Regions from separate parts of the Ovis aries genome. Here region 2 is linked to region 1. A link is a contact called in public Hi-C data. All regions are on one chromosome and are shown on one strand. The core of a region is the stretch at or near the end of the contact, and the rest is flanking DNA. Distances in the headings are between cores, read along the strand shown.

The links. A called contact is a pair of places that touch in the nucleus more often than the background predicts.
Region 2: a Hi-C map of liver shows a contact between it and region 1, with 4 times the contacts expected there. The contact joins two enhancer-like sites. A contact is called at or near these places in 13 of 16 Hi-C or Micro-C datasets (blood, hypothalamus, liver and 5 more).

The regions. Positions count from the first base shown.
Region 1 is chr21:29,080,832-29,084,778 of ARS-UI_Ramb_v3.0, reverse strand. No RefSeq gene overlaps it. Among named protein-coding and RNA genes, the nearest start is that of TRNAR-CCU, 150 kb to the left of the region's middle. Within about 2 kb of position 2,513, at least 11 of the 54 cell types and tissues checked have an H3K27ac peak or open chromatin away from gene starts, as enhancers often do. A contact at or near this core is called in liver, where this site is marked.
Region 2 is chr21:29,443,178-29,447,183 of ARS-UI_Ramb_v3.0, reverse strand. No RefSeq gene overlaps it. Among named protein-coding and RNA genes, the nearest start is that of FLI1, 42 kb to the left of the region's middle. Within about 2 kb of position 1,338, at least 6 of the 54 cell types and tissues checked have an H3K27ac peak or open chromatin away from gene starts, as enhancers often do. A contact at or near this core is called in liver, where this site is marked.

The sequences.
Region 1 (3,947 bases), core at 1,264-3,763:
TTTTTTCAAAACACAGCCATCTGTCTACATGAACTCACACCTACTTCAGCACTCAATTTCCATCTCGCCTGTGAACGTCTTCTAGACCACTGTGGTTCCATCTCTGCCTATCTGACCTGTATAGAATCCAGGCCTTGCGTCACCCTTTGCACGGTTGCGTTGCCTATCGCCCACTGTTTCATGCACGCTCCCTACTTCCCTCGCGGTGGGCAGAGGCTTCAGGAACGCACATATCTCATCCTGGCGTTGTTCCCAGCCGGTTGGCCCATCCGTGTTTCTCATCACGCAGACAAGTCCCAGGTCCACATGGAAGTGTCGTGATGACTTGAAGTGCAGTGTTAGTTCAGAACGATAGCCAGGGATTGTCTGAGAGACAGTCAGAGAAGAAAGTCCCAGATGACATGTCATTTAGATAATATTTGCCTAATCTTTTGCATGAAACCTACATGATGATTGTCTGTTTTGTGCATCAGTGTTTATCTTCTTTCGGTCACTCTCTCTCTCACTCTCTTTCTTTCTCTGTCTCCCCCATCCCTTTCGCCCCTCTCTCTACCTCCCTTTTTGTAAAAGTAGAGACAAAAGTTACCGGAAGTCTCAATTGTCAGACTTCAAAGTCTCTGCTAAACATCTGACATTTGACAGTGTGTCTCCCTCCCCTTCCTCCTCACCCTCGGCTCGCTTGCATGGGCACAGCCTCACAGAGATAACCATATCGGGCAGAATAAATGAAGCCTGTTTCCTTCTAAATTTGCTTCCTCCCACACATGGTTCGACTGTGTACCCTGGGGCTGGCAAGCACTCTACCCGAGACTTTTCCCTACTGACTTCTGGGTGGAGGTGGTGGGCTGGATGTGGTCAGAGACTCTTCATTCACCAGGCAGAAATCGTGGAGTTTTTGAACCAGAAAAAGATCCCACACAGAGTCTCATCGAACTCTCTCACTTTATAGATGGCAGAGTGGAGGCTGGGAGGAGTTCATCGAATTGTCTGAAATCAGAGTTACATATGATCAGAGCAGGCCCTGGGAGCCAGAATGCTTTTATGACACAGGCTGGTCTTCTTTCTGCCTGAACACAGAGACTCAGACCCTGTACGTGGTGGAGTTAACACTCAAAGCTCAGAGGGTGGATTTCTCCAGTCTCCAGGTAGACTAAATCCTCCTGGGGCTTCATCAGGGTGAAGAGAGAAGTCCTGTCCTTGGCTCCCTGCCTTCGAGAGGACCCGGAAACCCAGCTGCCTACGTGCCTTGAGGTCCGTGGGAGAGGAAAGCAGCTGGTAGAAGGTGGTCTGTGCACTGGGGCCACCCATGTGCTCCACAGAACCACTCAGAACCTAGACTGGGGCCATCCCCTGTCCCCAGCCCAAGAGAGGGCAGTCACAGATGATTCTCCAGATGAAGCAAGCATGGCGGCAGCAGACAGGAAAGGAAAGAGGGGCTGCTGAGGCAGAGGGCTGGGCGTCTGAGGAGGAGAAACACACAGCTCCCCACTGGGATACCTGGAGTATCGCCCCCAACACGCTTCAGAAGACAAACTCCACTCGTGACGTTCCTTAAATTTACATCTTCAGGAGGTTTTAGAATGGAATCCATAGAAAATTACAAATTCCTTTAAAAATAGTAGAGAGACTTCCCTGGTGGCTCACATAGTTAAGCGACTGCCTGCAATGCGGGAGACCCGGGTTCAATCCCTGGGTTGGGAAGATCCCCTGGAGAAGGAAATGGCCAGCCACTCCAGCACTCTTGCCTGGCAAATCCCATGGATGGAGGAGCCTGGTAGGGTCCCAAGGAGTTGGACACGACTGAGCGACTTCACATTCTTTCTTCTTTCTTTCTTAAAAATGGCAAGACTTTAGGAGGAATTGGAAGGTTGAATAGAGAGAAAAGCTGGGTGAGGAAAATGCAAAGAACCTGTAAAATCTTGACTTTCTCCTCTTGCCACCTCCCATGCGTGGACACGCACACACACACACTCCCCCCAGCACAGGTTGGCAAAGCTCCTTTTCTCTGCCACTGTCTGGCTGAAGCAAACCTCTCACCAAGATCCACCCCCGATCGCCACCTGTAACGGGCACCCCAGCCTCAAATTGTTTCCTCCTCTCTGGGGGCTCAGCAGGGCTGGTCACACCTCCCAGCTGACCTTCTCCTTCTACCAGGCTTGGTGGCTCTGGCTTGCCACCTGCCTCGTGGGCACCTGCAGCCCTCCTCGCAGGTCAACTAGTTTTGTGCTGTTTTACTGCTTTCTCATCCCGCACGCCCAGCCTCCAGGGTCCTTGCGGGGCAGGAGTACTTCCCACTCGCTCACTGCTCTGCCTGTGTGCTTCCCAGCCTACGAGGGCAATTTTTCAGAAAACTATTTTTAGAAATAGTAACCTCAGAATAAACACAGCACACCAGATGTTGGTGTTTTTCTGGGGCAACTGAGCTGAGAATCATTTGTTTAAAGAGAAAGGTAAAACAGCCAACCTTGCTGTGCAGGCAGGGCCACGGGCTGCGGATTGCTGGGTTTTACTCCCTCTAGTGACAGGATCTCAGATGGCAATGAAGCCACCTTGACTCAGAGTAGCAAGACTTTATTATGGACTGTATTTTTACATGAATTCCATTTTACATGATATTTAGGCTTATAGTTTAGCAAAAGTGAGGACGACCGAGCATGTGATGGATGACAAAGCATAGATGGCATCCTAATTTTAAGGGTGTGTGCATGTGTGTAAAGTCGCTTCAGTTGTGTCCGACTCTTTGCAACACTGTGTTCTCTGTCCATGTGATTCTCCAGGCAAGAATACTGGAATGGGTTGCCATTTCCTCCTTCAGGGGATCTTCCTGACCCAGGGATCTAACTAGCATCTCCTGCATTGGCAGGTGGGTTCTTTTACCGCTAGTGCCACCTGGGAAGTCCAATTTTAAGGATACAAAACTCAGTTTTACTCGATATTCAGGCTTTTAGTTTAATGAAAAGTAGGGTTAGATGGTATCATAATTTTAAGGGAACAAAATGATATTAGGGCAGTTTCTCTGCATCTTTTCCTTATTGCAAGAAAGACTGATCACTGTATAGAACTGTATTTTGAAAACGAGGCTATGGCACAACTGCTGGAGACCTTTGGTTAAATAAAATGTTTTCCCTAAACAGAATCTGCCTGTAACAGGAAATGATTAGGGCAAATGCTGTGCTCTATGCCTCTTCCCTAAGCACGGGTCAGTTGTTCTGTCAGTTCCATGGAAGGTGGGATAAAAAGGGACAGGTTGGAAGGTGCATTTGTTGGTCTAATGTTGGAGAGACAGAACAAAACAACAACAAAGCTTTCTGATTGTAAAGCAGAGACCAGAACTATTACCTGAAAGCACCAAGAGTGTCCCTTTCAGAAAGTTTCAAGCATATTTCTTAGTGAATTTGGTGCAGCCTGCAAAAAGACATCGAAAGGGAACTGGAAGACTTTTGTAGACCTGAATTCTAGAACTCTACAATTTACAGCCTTAAGAGTCTTCTAACTGGAAGAAAGCTGTAAGTGAAAGGTCTTCACTGGCCTGAAGACTTTAGTGCTCAGATCAAAAATGCTTCTCAGTGTGGAAAGTAGCTGATGGATAATTATCTAGTCACATTGTCAGTGACAGGGTTTCTCCTACAACTGACTGTGGCTTGCTAGTATCAGGGTGATGGAGGAAAACCAAATGGCTGTGGCTGATAGGTGGGAAAACGTGCCGTAATCGATCAGTCTGATCATGCTCCATCTCTCAGCCAATTTTGAGTCAGACTTTGTGAATTATGGAACTGCGTTCATTCATTCTGCAGAAAGCTCTCCATTCACAAATTGTTCAGCTGAACTGACAATCAATGCATTGAGTTCTTTTGCTCGAGTGCTGACAGTTTTCCAAAGTAACAGCCTACTCTTTGACTGCCCTTTTCCCTTTGTTCACGTTGATTGTTTTCACTCACAACTTACCT
Region 2 (4,006 bases), core at 89-2,588, 360 kb before region 1:
ACAGACCTGAATATTAGTGGTGCGCCCCCTAAGCCCTTTGAAGGCATCGGTGAGGTCTGACAATACATTCTCTTTTCCGCCGTGCGGTGCAGGTGACCGTGAAACACTCCTCAGGGACACAGAAAATCAAATTCAACTCTAGAAACCACTTAATTCTGTTCCTGGAAGGGTCAGTTGTAAAAATGAAGCTTTCCTTTGAAAGGACTTTAGAGTAAAAATAGAAATCAGAGACACAGTTAATCTTTTACAGGCTTCGGTGGGTTTTTTTTTTTTTCCCCCTCTTTCATTTGTTTATGAAATGTTTCTGCTCCTCACCTTTGGGAAGAAATTTCACACCCCCTCTGAATTTGCCATTACTTGAAGCACTGGACTAAAACTTGTCCTCAATTCAGCTTAAGAAAACCCTTGGAGGAGCTCTCCAAGTCCATCTTTTGGACTTCAGTTCTGGAGAATCTTCAAAGGTCTATACCTCACTGCTCCATCAGTAACCCCAACCCAGAAAGGGCACCCTCTGGAGATCACTGAGGTGTGATCCTCTGGGGATCATCTGAGCAACAGCCAGGTCGCTGGGCAACCCCAAACACACATAGCCAGGCTCCATGTGGCTGGTATCTTTTCCCCCCAGGCAGGAGGCAGCTGGACTCTCACTTCCTACTAGCAGCTCATAGTCGCTGACCAGGGGCACAGACATGTCCTGTGCTCGCCCGGCCCCTTTCTTCCCTTTGTGTTCGGCCAGGATGGTCCTGAAAGTCACCCTGCTGCCATGAGTGCAGCGTGGCGTCTGAGCTCATGGGGTGCGGGCCTAGGGGAGGAGGAAGGAGGGCAGAAGCCCCCGATGTTACCAGGCAGCCTCCTCATGGTCCTGCTCTCTCTCTGTCCCTCTTTCTTTCCCACTCTTCCCACCTGGTGACTTTTGCCATGAATCCCTTTCCTCATAGATGATAGAGTCCCTGATCCCCACTCTCCCAACATTTCTGGAAGGTTGGAAGAAGACAGGCAGACTCCCCATGGGGGCCATTCTTTGCAGGACACCGCCGAAGACTGCTCCTCAAATGAACGAGAAGAGAGCCAGTGTCTTTTGATTTCTGCAATGAGCCTGGCTGCCTCTTAAGACCTGGCCAGGCTCAGAGCCTCCACGGGGCCCAGGCCACCTCCAGCCCCCAGAAAGTCTAGCTGTGGGGCACAGCAGCACCCGTTTGGGTGGGTGGGGGGTTGGCAAACCCAAGGGCCTCCTCCCTGCATTTCTTCTGTCACATCTGCTGAATTCAAGCCTTGGAACTGACCCCACCCACTTCCCAACAATCCGCGGCATCTAATTGCTCCTTCCTTTTCATTTTATTTAGTAACTGGGTTCAGCCCAGGAAACCCTGGCTTCCAATCTTTGAGTGTTTTGACTCAGGGACCGTAAACTGTCTGATTTCTTGGACAAACACAATCTTGAGGAATTTTTCTCTTTACACAATGGCCTGGCTGTGTGAATGTCATGGTTCCCCATTCAGGCCTTGGTAGGTTTTTATTTTTTTTCCCTTCCTACAGACGTCAATCTACTTAAAATAAATATTCCCTTTGGTTTTGGGGGCCCTTTCCTTTGGATTACTCACGTTTATCTCTGGGATTAGAAAGCAGCTGGGAAGCAGAGATAGGAGGGCAGGAGAAACCGGCCACACCAAGAAACCCAAGTCATGCTGGAGATTTTTAGCCAGTCTGGAACTCACCTTTGGCTTTGTGGATTATACTCATTGACTACATGAGGCCATCAGCCTGTGTGGTTTCCTTTTTAGAAAGGCTGCTAACTCCCTCTGCCCCTACTTCCCCTCCCCTGGGACCCCTTCCTATCCTCCCGCCCACCCCCACCACCCACCCCGCACATCGCATCCCCTCCACTGAGCCGAGTCATCTTTCTGAAGCAAATCTGGTCCTGTTCCCCCTATTGCCCCATTAATATTGTTTAATTGCTAAGTCTTTCCAACTCTTTGACCCACAGGCTATAGCTTGCCAGGCTCCCTTTGTCCAAGGCATTTTCAGACAAGAACACTGGAGTGAATTGCCACTGTCTCCCCTAGTCCCCCACCGGAAGTCTCTGAGGACTTGAATTAAAGTCCCATTGCTCAGGCAAGGTGGGCCCATCACAGTATGGCATGACTCTCTTCTATTTCTTGTGGCTTTCCCTCTATAGACCACGATACAGGCCACCCGAGACCAGGGATCCCACCTTGGCGTTTGGCATGTGTGATCCCTTCTGCCTGAAATACCTTTTCTTTTTCCTGCTGGATTCTTCCTCGTCCATAAAGACCTACTTGAGTTTTCACTGTGTGACAGCCTTGCAGCCTTGCTCGTGGCTACCAATTTTCACATTGCACAAAGCTGCTGGCTGACTGCTGTTCTTATCATTTCAACCCAGATACACTGGTCAGTGCTCTTTTCTTTTTCTCTTTCTCCCTCTTTGTCTTCCTCTTCATGTCTCCCTTTTCTTGGTAGCTTATAAAGTTATCTTTGAAATCTCCACTGGGACCTCTAAGATACCTGGCATTCTACCAAAAAAAAAAAAAAAAGAAAGAAAGAAAGAAAGGTTGCCATGCTGACTTTTGCATTATCAAATATCTTCCATGCCTTGACACCGACTAGGCACCTTCTGTTTGCTATCTCACTGAAATATCATACCCACCCAGGGAGTTGCATCTTATTTCTTGTTTTCACACAAGATCGACTGAAGCTTAGTGAGTTTAATTCCTTTTCAAGGTCATACTGTTAGCAAATGTGGAGTTCAGACTCAAGTCTCTCTGAGCCCAAAGTCTGGGTGTTTTTGTGGTGCCGGGCACCGGCAGGGGACTCCAAGGCTGAGAGAACCTGGGCTCCAGGTGGGGTCTCATGTGAGCCCTTGACCTTCCAATCCTGAGAATGAGATAGAAGTGTTAGCATGCAGTGCTCAGGATGGCTGCTATGTGCAAAACAAGTTCATCAGAAAATGATTGCCAAAAAAAAAAAAAAAAAAAGAAAAGAAAAGAAAATGATTGCCATTGTTCAGCATCAGAAGAGAGTAAGCTCCAGAGGGCTTTTACCCCCTTCCCACTGTCAGTTCCTATCCCAGCCCAAATGTATCATGCTTTCTGCTCAGAGAAGCTCATTCCTGGGGAAAGGGGTGCAGTGAGTCTGGATTGCTGGTAAAAACCAGGCTTTTGTGTCTTTTGATGTTGATCAGGCAGGAGTGGATTCATGGATTGTGATGGTTGATGTCCAGTTAAAACTGGACATGAAACAACAGACTGTTTCCAAATCGGGAAAGGAGTACGTCAAGGCTGTATATTGTCACCCTGCTTATTTAACTTATATGCAGAGTACATCATATGAAATGCTGGGCTGGATGAAGCACAAGCTGGAATCAAGATTGCCAGGAGAAATATCAATAACCTCAGATACACAGATGACACCACCCTTATGGCAGAAAGCAAAGAAGAACTAAAGAGCCTCTTGAAGCAAAGTGAAGGAGGAGAATGAAAAGGTTGGCTTAAAACTCAACATTCAGAAAACTTAAGATCATGGCATCCAGTGCCGTCATTTCTTTGCAAATAGATGGGGAAACAATGGAAACAATGACAGACTTGGGGGCTCCAAAATCACTGCAGATGGTGACTGCAGCCATGAAATTGAAAGATGCTTGCTCCTTGGAAGAAAAGCTATGACCAACCTAGACAGCACATTAAAAAGCAGAGATACTACTTTGCCAACAATGGTCAGTCTAGTCAAAGCTATGGTTTTTCCAGTAGTCATGTATGGATGGGAGAGTTGGACCATAAAGAAAGCTGAGTGCCAAAGAATTGATGCTTTTGAACTGTGGTGTTGGAGGGGACTCTTGAGAGTCCCTTGGACTGCAAGGAGATCCAACCAGTCCATCCTAAAGGAAATCAATCCTGAATATTCATTGGAAGGACTGATGCTGAAGCTGAAACTCCAATACTTTGGCCACCCGATGTGAAGAATGGACTCATTGGAAAAGACCCTGATGCTG